2 separate regions of the Rattus norvegicus genome follow, and region 2 is linked to region 1. The links are chromatin contacts, called in public Hi-C maps. All regions are on one chromosome and are shown on one strand. Each heading gives the region's core, a stretch centred on a gene start, on an enhancer-like site or on the middle of the called end of the contact. The rest is flanking DNA. Distances are from core to core; before and after follow the strand shown. Region 1 holds the start of Cc2d1b (coiled-coil and C2 domain containing 1B). Region 2 holds the start of Zfyve9 (zinc finger FYVE-type containing 9).

Region 1 (5,730 bases), core at 1,338-3,837:
AACTATATCCTGTCATAAAATTACTTCTGGCCATCAACAGATTTGTCTGTAAAGAAAAATGAAATTAGGAAGTCTGCAGGAAAATGGATGGATCTATAAAATACATTGTGATAATACTGCACGTTGTCTCGTGGACGCCAGCTTTTAAATTATTTACTCATCACACAGTGAAACTCTCAAAACAAGGACAACTCCCAAAACAAAGAACTTTGCCAACACAAACAACCCACCACTTGGAGAGTGGGATGTGGCTCAGTGACTAACAGTGCTTGCTCTCTAAGCATAACGGCATGTTTGAACCCCCAGAACCTACACAAAAAGCTAGACATACAGGGACTGAGGAGATGACTCAGTGGTTAAAGATACTTGTAGCTCTTGCAGAGGACCCAGGTTAGATTCCCAGCACCCATGTGGCAGCCTACTACCATCTTTAACTCTGGTCTCAGGGGATCTGATTCCTCATGGCTTCCATGGACACTGCACATATATGATGTACTTTCATAAATGCAACAAAACGCTTGGAAACGCACACACCATATACACACAAATAAAAGCAGAAAACAAAAACGGAGGCTGCAGAGATGGTTCAGCACATGGGGTAGCTCACAAGACACTAATACTGTTTGTTAGTTTCCTTGACACAGGGATTCTCTGTATAGCCTTGTCTATCCTAGAACTCCCTCTGAAGACCAGGCTGGCCTTGACCTCCATCTTTTTGTTTTTTAATATGAATTTAAAAGGAGGGGGATCTGATGCCCTCTTCTGGCGTGCAGGTGTACAGGCAGACAGGGCACATTTCAAAAAAAACAAAAAATAGAGCTGGGCGATATTGCATGAGTTTGTGACCCCAGCATTGGGAAGAGGAGACTGGGGAATTCCAGAGCTCGCTGATCAGCAAGACTAAGCTCAAACAGCCTCTAGTTCAGTGAGAGATCTTGTCTCAAGGAAATGAGGTGGAGTATGGACCGTGGAAGATGAAAACACAAGGCCCTCCATGCGCGTCATACACATAGGCAACATACAGTCATGAATACAACCCCAAACCCATTTCTTTATCCTCTGAACAAGAAAAATAGCCTCTGGGAAAACTCTGTGTAGAGACCTAAGAAAACAGTGTAAAGTTTACTTCAGCACATAATTTGGCACAAAGGTGATTCTTTGCCATTATCTGCTTGCATTTGGAGAGTTTTCTTCTGCACTGGTCCCTCTGGTCACTATCCTCTCTTATCCCTCCTGACTCTATTATTATACACTGTCTTCTACATTATTCTCCATTCTCATTTGAGCCTGTGTGGGGCCAGCGTGAGTGTCCTGTAAGAGGACAGATACTCATTGAGAAGGAACTGTTGCAGAATGGGAGATAGGAGTCGGTGGCCACACCTCGTGTAATTTACTAGAACTAGGAGGTGGTTCCACCGCTAGCAGCTCAGCAGGCCCATGGGTGTGATGCCTGCGCTGTATAGATGCAGGCAGGACTACAAGTTCCATGTCATCGTTCATTACAAATCAAATGTGAGGTCAGGTTTGAGCACATGAGACTGTTTCAAACAAACCAGCCAGGTGGTGGTGGTGGTGCACTCCTTTAATCCCAGGAGTGGATTTTATACTCAGGAAGTAGAGGCAGGTATGTCTCAGTGAGTTCAAGGCCAGCCTGGTCTACAAAGCAAATTCTACAACAGCCAGGACTGTTACAGAGAAACCCTGTCTTGAAAAAACAAAACAAAAGACAAACAAATGAAAAACCCCAAACCTATAGGAATTAATGTCTACTGTGTATTATTGGTGTGGGTTGATTTGAATGTCAGAGTGCAGTCAGGCCTGCATCTGTGTAGGGTCAGAGGACGACAATTGGGAGTTACCTTACTGAGGCAGTTTGTTTACCAGACCGAGTTGTCACTATGTTGCCTAGAACCAGACCAGGCTGCCTCTGCCTCCCGAGCGCTCTGACGTAACGCATGCACCACCATGGGGGTTGCACAACTCTTCTTTCAATTAGAACTGAAGCCTGCAGTCTCTCCATGAAGTGAGACTGTGCATGTGACGTGGGGAATCTTGGGGTTCGGTCCACCTGCGGGTCAGTTCCATCAATTCCGATATATCAGGGCTCCTTGAGGTAGAGGCGGCCCTTCAGCCTGCATCGATGCTCTTGTCTCAGTTAGAGAGCTTTGGTTCCTCTAAACTCAAGCTTTGTTCTGCCCTCTGACTAGAAAAGAGCTCTATTTCCCGGAGAGCTAATTTTCCGAGCCTAGGATGCACAGAATGGGCAGCGAGGAAGCCGCATCCTCCAGGATCTCCATACAGGGACTCGGCCCGGCTACCTTGTGGTACCCATTAGGAAGCGGAAGCCTCGCGGCGAGCGAAGAGAGCTAGGGAGGAGGCCTCTCGAAGAAACTACGTCAGGGTGGGGAACGCCTACCGTGTGTGAAGGGCGCAAGACGCCAAACCTCACAACGCCGCCGTCAGCCAGTATCGCGTTACCTGCTGGAAGTGTCTGCTCACAGCCAGCCCCACCCAAGGCGTCACCTGTGGGCGCGCCCCGCCCGCTTCCCCGCGCACATGCGCACTGCAGGCAGCTGGCTGTGTTGTCACGTGCCGGGCGAGAGCCACCGCCTCCTGGGCGGGTGCTTCCTGTGGCTGTCTCCGCCGCCGCCCGGGGGCCGCGGGAAGCTAGGCGGTTCCGGGCTCGAGAAGGCCCGGTTTTGGTTCGGGTCCGCCGCGAGGTATGCCACGTGCCCGCTTCCGGGCGTGTGGAGTCTGGGGGCGGCCGGGGAGATAGAGGCGGCTTGGGTCGGGCCGGGCCGAGCCTGGCAGCGGGAGGAGGCGCGGGTGTGGGGAGCCCGGCGTCGCCTCTCCTGAGCCCCGACCGGCCTGCGGCAGCGGAGTATCTCATTCTCCTGAGCGCCTTCACTCCCGCACCCCATCCCGGCTGACGCTTCGCTGTTGACTGCTGTCGAAATCTGACACTTGGAGTGGCAGACGCCTGTGTGTTCACACCAGGAAACCTTGCAGCCTTGTTGGTCCCAGCTCCAGACGCGGGATCGTGTCTGCTTCTTAATCCCCACGCCACCTCACGCTCCTCCATAGATTTGCAAGATGCTCAGGGCTGTGGTTTCCCGCCGTATATGATCTCCCACTTCCCTGTGCACCTTCTGCAGCAACCCATCATGCTTCACACTGCTGTCAGGGTAACGCCTAAGTACCTTTAAAGCCTTAAAGGTGTTTCTCTTTCTCCCCTGGTTCATGCCCTCATTTCTAGCCTTGCAGTTTGGTTTATGCCTCAGTGATGCCGGGCGTTTTTCCCTTGTATAGGCCAAGCCATTTCTCACCTCAGAACTGGTATCAGTTCGATTAATTTGCTTGGAATTTTGCTCGTCCCCAGTGCCCAAACTTCATGACTCAGCACAGACCTCATCCTTCCTTAGATGCCTTTTCTAGGTCCTCGATAAGGGGCAACCTCTCACATCCATGGTCTTTGCAGCTACTCTGTGGTGGTTGTCTGCCCATGGGTCTGTTTCCTTGAAGCCTGAGGTAGAAGCAAATGAGTTTCTTCCGGTGCTGGGCAGGCTGTGCTACACTACCCGTTGACCACTTGTGACATCTTTCAGAGGGTCTGAATGCTGAATCAGGTGTAGAGTGTCCAAGGAAACTGATGATGAAAGCGACCTATGTCCGTGCTGCCTAGTGGTGCTCTTTAGTGAGGTTTAGCTACAGTACTTGAAACTTACCTGGTATGACTGAGGAACTGAATTTTTAACTTAAATGTAAATAGACACATTATTCGCAGGACAAACGGCACTTCTTTTAATAGCCTTTCCAAACCATTGTATGCTTCCGTAAATCTGCCTTCCATGGGCACCAGTCACTTCAGAAATTGTACACCCCCGCCCCCATATCCCTCTGTTGACAGTGGTCCCCTGCCTCCCATCCACCGCCTCTCCTCTCCCACGGGAATAAACCCCCTAACCACGGGTTCCATTTCATCATCTACTCCGGTCTGAGTCTCTTCAACTTTACACCTGATAGGTATCTAGCCTGCCAAGATGCCAGGGCCAAGACCTCGGAAGGGCCCTAAGACCAGTGGCCAGGGTGCCGAAACTGCCAAGCAGGTATGAACATGGCCTCCTTCACCCCTTGGTCACGTGGAGTAGGGATCTCTAGACTTTTGTGGCTAAAGAAATGGCTCAGTGGTTAAGAGTGTTTGCTGCCACTGCAACTGGAGTTCTAGGGGATCCAACACCTTCTTTCAGCCTCCATGGGTACCATAGCCACATGGTATACATACATACATATGGGCAAAACCGTCATACACATTTAAAAAAAAAACCCTTAAAAACAAACCAGAACAAATAAAAAAATCAGTTAAGGTTGGGTTGGGAAAAAGGGCATGGATGCCATGAAAACCGTACTTTTAATTACTCTAGTTTGTCTGTCACTCAGGAGGTTACAGCTGTGACTGAACACCAGGGTAAAGTAGTACCTACGTCTGCCCATACAAATGACTGTTATGTTGACATAGACATAGAAAATAAAGTAGAAAAAGGGGACGATGGGCTAGTGCTTCCTAGGCACACAGTCGGGTTTGCACATGGATTCTGAGTGGATTGGAGTGATGGTTGCAAAACAATGGGAATGTATAATGTTCCTTAGCTGCACACTTGAACATAGGATGGTAGAGTTCATGCTGTGTTTACTACAATTAAATAAATCTGGGGGACTGGAGAGATGGTTTAGCGGTTAAGAGCACTGGCTGCTCTTCCAGAGAACCCATATGGTAGCTTACAACCATCTGTAAATACAGGTGCAGGGGAATCTAACACCCTCACACAGACATACTTGCAGACAAAACACCATGCACATAAAATAAAAATAAATCATTTTAAAAATTAAATGTGGTACCTAATCCCAGCACTAAGGAGGCAGAAGCAGGAGGATTGTGAGTTCAAGGCCAGCTTAGGTTATACAATGAAAGCACTTCTCAAATTACTCCTTCTTCCCCCACAAAGATTAGGTGTGTATATGGTAGAATCTTTGAAGGTGGTGAGAGTTAACTAATGTAATCCTGGATAATGTGAAGTGTCGTGCCCAGCTGCTGCTGTCTTGTTAGTTATGATAGTGATACTGTAGTCTTACTGGTTTCTTTAAAGAACTCTCCCTAGTTTGGATCTGTTTCCTTCTCTGCACAGTGGGCTTTGGGGTGAGTAGGGCTGGAACCAGGGCTTACTATGCCTGGCAACTGCTCTTCCACTGAGCTGAACTTCCAGCTCTGTTCTGCTTTTTATTTTGACACAAGTTCTCAGAAGTTGCCTAGGCTGACTTTGAACTTTTATGTTTCCCAGGCAGGTCTTGAACGTGGAGTCTTTCTGCCTTGTCTCCCCAGTGCTAGGATAATAAGCATGTGCCACTACACATAATTTCATTATGTGATTTTTTTTTTTAAAGATTTATTTATTTTACTTTATGTGAGTCCACTGTAGCTGTCTTCAGACACACCAGAAGAGGGCATCGGATCCCATTACAAATGGTTGTGAGCCACCATGTGGTTGCTGGGAATTGAACTCGGGACCTCTTGGAAGAGCAGACAGTGTTCTTAACCACTGAGCCATCTCTCCAGCCCCGGGATATTTTTTTTTTTAAATATTTATTTATTTCATATGACTACACTGTCTTCATGCACACCAGAGGAAGAACTGGATCCCATTATAGATGGCTGTGAGCCACCATGTGGTTGCT
Region 2 (5,730 bases), core at 848-3,347, 180 kb after region 1:
TGAAAACCATCTGTAAGCCACTTAAGAGTGAAAGCTGTGCTAGAGAGAGGACACTTTTGATCACCCAAGCAAATCTCTTTTAACTTTTATCAATGATGTTCAAATTAAGAAGTACTAGAAACCAGGAAGGTTGATAAAAATCAAGATCTTTGAATTCTGAATTCAAATTGATCTACAATTCTGATTTAGGGGACCAGGGATCAAATATTTTAATCAGCACCCCAACTGATTCTAATATTGGTCTTTAGAGACACTAAGAATTTGATTTTTAAAACCTAAGTTAATGAACATACTTAATCAAACCAATGTTCTACAGTTAAAAACACACAAAATCTGACAAAGGCAAGGCTACACACACACAATGGGTGCTCAAAATTCTTCAACATGATGAACCTCCTTAGTCCTCAGGAGATTCCCACGCTCTGTAGGAAGGTTAAGTCAGGAGTCTTACAGGTAACTATGCATATTAGCTGATGGCTCTAACTCCGGTAATTAGTAACATATTTTATAAATTTTAAACAAATGCCTGACTGTAAAGTGGACCAGTCAGGTATTCTTAATTAATACCAAATAATAACAACAACAGCAATAATAATAATAATAATAAATTTTAAGTCACTATGAGTACTCTCACTGTAAACTTTGAATGACCATCAAAACATACTATGACATTACCAGTAATCTCTCTCCAGTTATTAAGTACATATTGAAAGCCAATATAGTACCTCTCTGCGTATCCAAATTTTCTAGTATATATACATATTTTCATGCCTTAAAGTTCTAGATATACATAAGTCCTTACAATAGAAAATAAAAATAACCTGTAATCATAAACAAGAAGCACGCCAATAACTGAGGTGTGATATCAAACTACAATCACTTTTTTTACATCAAAACAAATCATTTTTCTTGTACAACTGAGTTTATATCCCATTGTCGGCATGTCCTTGCTATTAGGTTAATTGGTTCGATTTAAAATTCTTCTTGCCATCCGTTCCCTATTTGAGTGGTACATTTTTGTACCAAGGACTGAGGCATTAAACAATTTCCTGTCTCTTTGAAGGTGGAAAAGACACCTTCATAAAAGATTTTTTTTTAACTGTAAGTGGTTAGCTAGGAAACTTAGCATGGCAAAAATGGGATGGGGCTTTCTCCAAGGCAGACCTCGCTCAGATGTAACATAGGGAGGAAAGGATGAGCTAGCGGCAGGTGATGAAATTTCACCTCAAAAAAGGACGCAAAAGGCTGTGTCTCCATCAAGAGAGGCGTGAATGCTACTCCTGGAGTATCTGGGGCTCCGAGTGCCCGCACTCTCTGCACCTCAATACTCACCACTCCCCACCCAGGGGTTGGCTCCGCGGGACTCAGTAAGCCGCGCAGGCAAGCCAAAGCTGTTTGCAAACAAGCCGTCCTTTGCCTCCCTCCGGGATGTGCACTCAGGGCCCTGGGAAGGAAGGCACGCACGGCCCCGCCCGGGACAAATGCGAAGGGCACCGGTGCGGCCGCCAGCCCAGTCTTCACGTACCCGGCCGCGCCGGAACCCAGGCCCAGCTAAGGGCTTCCCGGCGGCGCGGGGCCTAGTCGCCCCCCGCACGCCTTCAGTCTCCCGGGGGACCCACGGAGAAAGGGCCGAGGCCCCAGAGCTTCGGGGTGCCCGCGGTGGCTGCGGTGGCCGCGGTGGCAGGACGCTCCGTCCGCCCGACCCGAAAGCAGGCGCCAGGACCCCTGGGCGGCGCAAGCAGGCGAGCCCCGGACCGCGGCGCGCCACACTCACCGCCTCTCCATGGCCCGGGGGTCGTCACTCAGCCGAGAGCCTCCTCCACAGCAGGGCTCCGCCGCGAAGCCTCGCACTCCTGAGGGGGCTGCGGTTTCTGCGGCCGGGGACGAGGCCCAGCGCCGCTCCAGTCGCCTCAGCCACGCGGGGCTGGGGGAGCGCGGCCGGGGGCGCAGCTTACGGCGGGACGACCGAGGCGCTGCAGGCGGACGGGCTCGGCGAAGCCTCGGGCGCCGCGGTGGCCGCTTCAGCCGCCCGCGCCGCTGGGCCACAGCGCCCCCTGGACCCCACGTCCCGCTACGGCGCCGGGACTGCGGCGGCCGCACCGGGCACGAGCGGCAGGGAACGCGAGGCAACGCGGCCTGGGGGTGGCGGGGCCCGGTGCGCCTTGCGCCGCCCGCCCGCCTGCGGCCGGTGGCCCGCCCCTGACGCGGCTTCCCGGGAGCCGGAAGCTGTCGGCTCCCCCCACCCCACCCCCGTCAGACCCCAGCACCTTTTTCTTCCCTCCCGAAGGTATGTGAATGCAGAGCGGGAATGTGAGGGAATCTCGGTTCATTTCTCGCGCAGACAGGGGGTCCCTTTTAATCCCCTCAGTGCGTCAGTATGAAAGGAGAGTGACCCAGAACAAATCTCTTTTTTCTTTTTCTAAGCACATGCACAATTCCTTCCCAAAACAGATAAAGAAATAATCTTTGACCTCAACTTTTTTGGAGCTACTGTGCAGATTCACTACAGAAATTGGCTACAGAACCCCTTAACGCCTAACCTTCCCCACAAAATGGGGGGGGGGGGGAGGGGGGAAACAAAAAAAATAAACGCTGACCAAAAGAAGAGAATAACCAACGGGTTGTCCTGAAATTGATAAACAACTTAAAGGTAAGAAAAGAATCATCCTTTTACTAACTTAACCCTGGCCACCACCTCTATTATTTCTGTGCCACCCACCCCTTACCAAATCCTAGGTAAGACTCTGAAAGAAGGAAATTGTGGTTGTATTAAAGGCTATGTAGTCATTTTGTTTACAAATGCCGCCCGTTTGATCTTGCCCAGCCTCTGGGTTGCTAACAGAATGCCACAACCAAAAACAAAAGACTATCAGAAGGCAAATAGGAAAAAAGAAAAAAAAAATTAAATCCCCTGGTCCCTCAAATTCCCAAATGTGGTGTTTGTTTGTTTGGTTGGTTAGTTGGTTTTGTTTCTGGGTGCTATACTGGAACAAGCAAGGACTTCGGAGTCAGGCAGATCCTGATACCACTGGTTTCAGTTACATCATGTAGAGTTTTATGACCCTGGCAAGTTATGTAATATTTTTGAACCTCTGTTTTCTCCTGCCTGCCTAGCTGGTTGTGAAGGTTAGGGACAGAAGGACCGGCCTACAATTACAATTTTCGTTAATTCCAGAGCACCCTAACACTTAGTCATTCTTAATCTGGATATTGTTCCCATCTGTGTTTGTTTGTCCCACCTCACTCCTCCACCCCTTTTGTGTGTGTGTGTGTGTGTGTGTGTGTGTGTGTGTGTGTGAGTGTGTGTGTGTGTGTGTGTGTGTGTGTGTGTGTTCCTATCAAAAGGTCATTCTCATCATTCCTGGTCTAAGTGAAATTTCCCTGAATTTCACTAGTGCATTTATGTAACATTCTCCTCTGAAGAAGAGAACCTAATATACTGGATCCTCTGACATTCTACCGTACAGCAGATATCAAAATAGAACCAGTACATTTTTTTCTGCATAAAAAATATTATAAGCAATCTTGGCTTTACCTTAGGTTATGGCCTAATAGTAAGTAACAAGACATGAGAAAATTACATAAGAACTTCGGGAACCGTTAAAGTAATAATTGAGCAGCCACTCAGAGAAAATATAACCTAGCAGTTCTTTTTCTCATCAATGAAAGCTGTTCCTGTACAGTCCCAAGTCTGCCTTTGCCACATAATTCTGAGTCACATTAAAAAAAAAAAATCACTATCCCCTTTTTGTAACGACAGAAACCAGCTCAGAAGGTGATTCATCCTCACAACATCTCTATGAATTCAGTACCTTGGTACCACCGAAGGACATCCAACATAAAGAAAAGCTGCAAGTATACCCCATAACCATAGGGGTCTCCCATCTGATAGCAATCTTTTCTGAAGTATTAAAACATTGTTAGAGTGAGTTACTATGGATATCATTTGCTCTTTAAGATGGGGCCCTTTAATTTAGACCAGCTTGGCACCCTGACATTGGCACTGTCCTTTCCAAGCCCAGCTCACTGCCGCTGCAGAAAACCTACATTTGTTTGTGAATAGTCATGACGTCTAAGGGTGTAGCTACAGCGTGAAGATGATTCATTTGTTCCCAGGGCCGGTTTCTTCTTGCCTCACACTTTCTTCCCTTCTATGCAAACTCTTGCTGAGGGAGGCTGCTTGATAGTAGTTTGCTTAAAATCTGTTTGTCATATGCTGGCCAGATGGCTCAGTGGCTAAAGGGCCAAGCTCGGTGATCTGAGTTTTATCTCTGGAACCCATGTGATAGAAGGAGAGAACCAACTACAGGAGGCATGCATGCGCCCAGTCAGTCTCCTTTTGTCTGCTCCCGTTTCACCCACGACTGTTTCTCCTCTTGCTTCCTCATTTTACTCTCAGCTCCTGACCTGTCTCTCACCTGCCTCTTTTCTTCTACCTCAAGCCACTTCAGCTTGCAGTCAGTTGTCTTGGTCCTGCCACTCTCGGTATGCATTGATTTCCACCACTCTCCAATGACTATAAAGTATATCATACTCCCTGGTAGAAGTCCCCACTTTCATTTGTTTACCATTGACATCCTGTAGAAAGTTAATATCATAAGAATGTTTTCAAGGAAGCTTAGGATCATCTTCAATAGAATTTTCTTTGCTCTTTAAACTCCGAGTGAAGCCAGGCATGCTCTCCTCATCCACCTGTATGTATATCTGTTTATTTCAAAGGCCGAGGCAAAGGGATCACTATTGAACAGGAGTTGGGAGCCAGTGTAGGCAACATGTCAGTAGTCCCATCTCAAAATTTTAAAGCGAGGAGGGAGATATCCAGTGACGTCATCGTCTCCCAGCTGCCTAATCCAAAGTCCAGATTTAATTGTTAGCGCTCACTACTGGACAGTCAGTCACAAACCCTAACTACTTCTTGTGGTTTTTTTTTTTTTCTTTTTCTCTCTTTTCTTTTTTTCAGAGCTGGGGACCGAACCCAGGGCCTTGCGCTTGCTAGGCAAGCGCTCTACCACTGAGCTAAACCCCCCCCCCTTTTTTTTTTTTAATTATTCTCCTCCCTTCACACACCTCCCTGCACACATAGGTACAGACCTTTTGATCTAGGATATTTGATGAATAAATGATAAGTTTACAGAAGGGGAAGAGGGAAAAACAATTAAATTTTATATTTGTGTACAAGACTACATACTGTATAAATTATCTCATCTGTATTCTTTTTAACCCAACTTATAACTCTTCAGCACTGCAAGGTCAATACATATCTCCCCGTATGTCTCCCTTATCAGATTGTGAGTCTGTAGGCCAGGTGCAGTGTTTTAATCATATCTGTGTCCCTAGAACTGGTCTCAGCATGGGTACTCTTAAGCTGAACTAGATAGCTTACGTTTTACCTGCTCAGCGACTTTTTAAGGCTTGCTTTCAATTTTCAGGACCTAAAATAAGAATTCCCTTTGAGAGTTTTAGCCCAGAACTGAACCTACCCTGCTGCTGATAGCTGTGGTCTCTCACATCCTTCTTCCCTCAACAAATGCCAAAGCCCCAAATCCAGTGTCTTGTGGAGCAGATAAGCCCCGGCGCAGGGCAGAAGTCAGTTAAGCATCCCAAGCTGGAAAAGGAACGGGGCATCTGGGGACTGGTTAGACATCCCAATCCCTAAAAAAGAACAAAGCAGCCTACAAGATGGCATAGTGGAAAAGGGACTTACCTACATGCCTGATGTTCTGGGACCCA

The links. A called contact is a pair of places that touch in the nucleus more often than the background predicts.
Region 2: a contact with region 1 is called in a Hi-C map of mammary epithelial cells, with 2.0 times the contacts expected there. The contact joins the promoter of Zfyve9 here to the promoter of Cc2d1b in region 1. A contact is called at or near these places in 2 of 12 Hi-C or Micro-C datasets (Schwann cells and mammary epithelial cells).

Annotation. Positions count from the first base shown.
Region 1 is chr5:128,579,407-128,585,136 of GRCr8, forward strand. Cc2d1b (coiled-coil and C2 domain containing 1B) reads left to right here and starts at 2,588. Exons shown (of 25, transcript NM_001270984.1): 1 at 2,588-2,720; 2 at 4,024-4,106. The coding sequence starts at 4,041. It also overlaps a transcript of Orc1 not described here.
Region 2 is chr5:128,756,297-128,762,026 of GRCr8, forward strand. It overlaps Zfyve9 (zinc finger FYVE-type containing 9), which reads right to left and starts at 2,098. Exons shown (of 19, transcript NM_001107952.1): 1 at 1,775-2,098.